Linked DNA regions of Gossypium hirsutum: region 1 is linked to region 2. Evidence: chromatin contacts called from public Hi-C data. All regions are on one chromosome and are shown on one strand. Each heading gives the region's core, a stretch centred on a gene start, on an enhancer-like site or on the middle of the called end of the contact. The rest is flanking DNA. Distances are from core to core; before and after follow the strand shown. Region 1 holds the start of LOC107961978 (beta-glucosidase 46). Region 2 holds the start of LOC107961976 (glucose-6-phosphate/phosphate translocator 2, chloroplastic).

What was found. Hi-C and Micro-C count contacts between places; a contact is called where the count stands out from the background.
Region 1: a Hi-C map of leaf shows a contact between it and region 2, with 2.1 times the contacts expected there. The contact joins the promoter of LOC107961978 here to the promoter of LOC107961976 in region 2. A contact is called at or near these places in 3 of 34 Hi-C or Micro-C datasets (fibers and leaf).

The regions. Positions count from the first base shown.
Region 1 is chrA06:116,438,139-116,440,838 of Gossypium_hirsutum_v2.1, reverse strand. LOC107961978 (beta-glucosidase 46) reads right to left here and starts at 1,324. Exons shown (of 12, transcript XM_016898174.2): 1 at 1,026-1,324; 2 at 876-942; 3 at 729-787.
Region 2 is chrA06:116,200,625-116,203,324 of Gossypium_hirsutum_v2.1, reverse strand. It overlaps LOC107961976 (glucose-6-phosphate/phosphate translocator 2, chloroplastic), which reads right to left and starts at 1,271. Exons shown (of 5, transcript XM_016898171.2): 1 at 419-1,271; 2 at 104-329; 3 at 1-14. The coding sequence starts at 937.

The DNA.
Region 1 (2,700 bases), core at 75-2,574, 240 kb before region 2:
TATCATTTAATATATTAAAAAAACGCAAATTAATATTAAGAACGATAGAAGACTTGGGAATTGTATGTTGGCCATGCAAGAAAATAAATATTTTTTGAGTTCATTAAAATTTATTTGATTTAATTTTTAATATTTTGTAATGAATTTTAAATAAAAATAAAATTAAAAGTAATACAATATAATAATTTGAAGAAAGAAGAAAATTATTTGAAAAAAATTAAAGGAAAAAAATTATAACTACCTCAATTAGATTTTTTTTTACAATTAAGAAAAAAACAAAATTGAAAATTTTCAATTCGGTTTATTCGATTTTACTCATTAGGTTGGTTCGATTTATTCGACTTACATGGATAATTCAATTTATTTGATTTTTGGTATAAAAAAATCAAACCATTTGAATTGATTGAAATTACACCTCTACCTTTAAATGTTTGACGAAAGGGTGATATGATAGTTAAAAAATATATAATAATAATAATACATAAAATTAGTGATTTTATCGATTTTTGAACCACTATATTACCTTCGAGTTAAACACTTAACGGCACTAAATGGAAATGGATAACAAATCTAGTTTAGTTAAGTGACAGAAAAAAAAAAAACAGACCCATAGTTGGGTGACCTATGGAGAAATTTACCCTTTTAAAAGAATTGAGGGGTGAACCTCAGCTAATTGGAAAAGAACGAAACGCGGTGCAGAAGGCTACATGGATGTGAAGTAAGCTTACCAAATAGCGATGATAATGATCCACTGCTACGTCTCCATTGCTTCCGTCGATGACCTTTCCTGCAATAAATTATTTGTTGTTGTTGAATATGGGGATATCATTTTAAACAAAAAGCAAGTTTGAAGGAATTCGATGTTGAATTATGACCTGGTCTGTGGGTTTAAACATCCCAATTGTTCAAACCTTTCCCATCACTCAAGTAACCACCTTCATACTGCCCAAAATGAACAGACCATTCATTACATCTGCTTGTTTTCAATAGGATAAAAAAATTGAAAGAATGGTGGTGAAGCAAACCTCGTAAGCAGAGGAGGCCGTTCCAAAGAGAAAGTTCGGAGGAAATGAAGATGGATTGTTATTATTACCATTACCCAAGCTTTGTTTCAGCGTTAACAGCTCCGGTGAAACCGGAAGTGGCAATAACACGAACATCTGGAAGGCAAAGAAAAGAATGCAAAGCGTGGAGAATCCAATATACCAAATCTGCTGCTATGACCAAACACAAGAGATGCAGGATATGGAGAAGAGAAGATGAAAATGTTGGTTGCATGCCGTCCTTGACCATGACAAATAAATAATGGAGTTTGTACCGTATACCAACTGGAGGGTTGAATTGTAAAAGTATTATAATGTTTGATCTTTCATTGATTAATCAACTATTTTAAATTAAAGAAAGGTTTTAAAATTCCGAACTCTGAATTCATCAACATTGAATCTATCTTCTTGATGATTTAATTTGGTTGTATGAACAGTGTAGCCAAACAAAGTTTCAAGACCCACAAATCATAAAAATATTATTCAAAAGGTTTTTTTTTTAAATTTGGCCTTCGAATTATGTAGTTTTTTCGTTTTGGTATTTAAACTTTTTTATTTCAAATTGGTACTTAAATTGTCATTCTGTTACCCAGTTCAGTCATTTTCTTAACAATGTTAAAAAAAAATTACCACATGACATCAATTAGAATGAGTCGCGTGGCACCTTTCAACCAATTAGAATGTGCCATGTAGTACTTATATTTATTTAAAATAAAAGCATTTACCCACCATTGACAAGATGTTGCCGACCTTGATTGTCCATGTCAAGGGCAAAGTCAGAAAAATAATTTAGGGAGGACCAAAATTAAATTATAATTTTTATGATAGTGAAAAATATAATTTCACCATTTTAATAGCCTATATACCCCTAGCTACGCCCCTGGTCCACGTGGCGCTACTAGAACATGACACATCAAAATATTATTTAAAAATTAAAAAATTCTAAATTCTAAAAATGCAAAAAATAATAGATATATTTTGAAAATTTTAAAAAACTCTAAAGTCATTCTTTAAACAATTTATGATATATTTTAAATTTTTATATAATATTATATATTTGTATTTATATATTCTAGAATTTTTTTACCTTTCAATTTTTTTAAATTATTTATATATTATTTATGATTTTATTTAATTTCTAATCAATATTATATATAATATTAATAAACAAACCAAAGTACCATATGGCACATTCTTATTGGTTGAAAGGTGTCAGTGACAACTGATTTTTTTAACACCGTTTAGAAAAAAAGTTGAAGAAGATAACGGAATAATAGTTTATGTATTAATCTAGGACAAAAAAAATTTAAATACATAATTGGGAAAATATGCCTACTTCGAGGCTTAATAATATATGATTTCTTGAGAATGTACTATAGAGGCCTCTATATTAAGAATCGAATTGTATTTTTCTCCGTTTTCAAAAAATAAGTAAATTAATTTTTGTATGTTAAATTAAAGAGCAAATTAGACATGATATTAAAAATTTAATTAATTTTTATAGTTTAAAATTAATTTTTATACATTAACATGAGATATACGTAAAATGTTAAATAATAATAAAAATAGATAAAAATTTTAAGTCGAAAAAGTAATTTACTATTTAATTTTATGTGTAATAACTATTTTATTATTATTTTAAAATAAAAAAGACAAA
Region 2 (2,700 bases), core at 22-2,521:
AGCCCCCATGAAACCTGAAACACAATCACAATGCAAAGCTCAAATTTGTATCATAGAAAAGAGAGAAAAGAGGTTAATTCAATCAGGCTTGCTTTCTTCTTACCAGTCATGTTAAAATTGAGCTCAGTCAAAGCTGAAAGTGCACAACCTCCAATAATTGGTACAAGGGACAAGTAAACTGGCATTGGAAATGAGTCCCCTAACAAAAATCTTGAAACCAAAACGCTGAATGCAGGTTCACTACTCTTGATGATATGTGTGAATGAAACAGGGACCTTTGACATGCTCACAGTTGCTGCTACATGCCCAATTGTATGTGCCACCGCAACCTAAAACATGCAAACCCATCAATAAATTTCTTAACATGTTCAAAAAAGTCTCTATTCTTGCGAAGTGGTTAAAACGTAGAAAAACTTACAGGGAAAAGGGTCTTCCAAAACTCAAAGTCGGTTTTAGGAGCATCAGCAACTCTAGTGGCCCAAGATATGAGCATCAGTAAAGAGCCAGCAGCCAAAGATAGGGTAGAGGTCAGCCAAGGGAAAGGGAAAGCATTGAGAACCTTCTTGTTATATATGTTGAAAACTACATTCAAAGCCCACCAAGTAGCAAAGTAAATCCCAATCTTAATCCTTTTAGCTGCTTCCAATCTCGCATCCTCGTCAGGTAACTCAATATTTATGTCCAGAGGCCTAGACCTGTCGGCTTCATAGGCCTGGCACTCAGTTTTCCTCTGCTGGGTGTTTTTCGGGATTGCAAGATTGTCAATGGAGGCAACATGTAGCGGTTTTTGAGAAGAGAAAGACTGGGTGGGGAAGGCACTGTGGAGGCTCTTGATAATGGGTAATGGAGAGAATTGTGGTGTGGGGATTGAACGTCTCTTGGGTAAGAAACCTGTGGAAGTGAAAGAAGATGGGGAGAGCTTAATTGAAGAGAGCATGGTGCTTTAGTATGTTTTTCAAAGAGAATGTGAGTTTAACAGTGAGAGGAACGTGATATTTGTAGGAAAATCTGGAAGTTTGATAGATGTAAAGAGTCTCAGAGAGAAGCAAAGAAAGGTTGTGGTTTGGTTTGGTTTGGGGTGAAAAGAAGGGCAAAGCAGAGAGGGGAATTTATAGGAAAGTGAAGAGCAGAGGAAGGAAGAAGACGCCTCCAAGATGAGGCGGTACTGTTGATTTTTCTTCGCTTGCAGAGTTGGACATGCTTACTCGGTTTTAGATTGTTTGTTTGTTTGGTTTTTTTTTTTTTTACTAAAATATCCTTCTCCTTTGTTTTTCTTAACCTTATTCAGTTCTCCCATTATGAAAAATGAAATTTCAATCATACAAAATTAATAGTTTGAGGATGTTTACTCTAAAATTAAATTTAAGTCAAATTATTTACCTCTAAATAATTCAAGCTTAAATTATATCAATATATAGTCTAAATTAATGCAAACTTAAAAGGATAAGAATTTAAAAAACTCGAATAACTTCAACTTTTGACAATTATTTAAAATAATTGTTAGAATCGACTCGATTAAATAACAAGTAAAAAAAATAGAGGAATAAATTAAGAAATTAAACACACAAATTTAACGTGAAAAAACACCTCCAAAGTGGATAAAAAATCACAGATAAAGATAATTTTACTATAATGGCAAAAGAACAAAGAGTACAAAAGATGAAAATAAAGACTAAACCTCGAAAACCCGAAAACAAAGAACCCTCAAAACGTAAACACAAGATTCTCTAAATGTGTTATGAGTTCTAATATCTATTAAGTGTGTATTTCTAAGATTGTAAAAGAGTCGATTTATACGCTAAATTTATAGGTCAAATAATAATAAAATAATCTAAACTAATCAGTATTTGATTGAAACAAGTAAACAGAGTTTAACTAAAAAATTATTTTTTAAATTTGACTGAAAATAGGAGTCATATTTAACGAGAGTAATTTGAAATTTCTAATGAATAAGTGCATGTTTGCAAATTGGACTTCCAACTTTGTTTTCTTTGATATCACCCATTATTTCTCTTAACCATTGTCAAGCTGCAAATTTTAGAACATGGGAAAACAGTAGTCAAACTTGCATGAACTTTCCTTTGTATTTCTTGAATAATGCTTAAATTAAGGTTCCAAATTCCACCTACAACTAAATTGAATTTCCTTAAACAAATTTTCAGCCACCTAAAAATATGGAACGTTCTTTTCTTTGATATTTTCCCACCAATAATATCATAGTGGACAGTGTTTATATTATTATATGTCTTCAGCACTGTGTAGCCATACCAAATGACCAATTATAGTTGATGGCAACAGCCCATAACATTGGTCTCAATTCTTCACCGCTAATTTTCTTGCAGCAACTGAGCACCCCCATTATTGAACATGTAAAGACAATCCCAAGCAATAAAAATCTGGACCCAAAAAGACACCTGTCAATCTGCATGTGTTTTTGATCGTTAAACCTTTTTTCTTTTTTCCTTTTTTTCATGCTATATTATTTGGACGGATCAAAATTTTCTAACTCTTAAAATGGTGGGAAAATATTATATATATATATCAGTTTGATTGATTGGCGGCTGGTGCAAGATGTAAATTTAGGTGTAGCAGTTGGAACAGCATTCGATGGTGCAATTGGAATGGGAAAGAAAGTAGTCACGTGAGTTTCAACATGTAATGCACGTTGTCGTTTGGAGGCAATGGGACGGTGAGATTGTT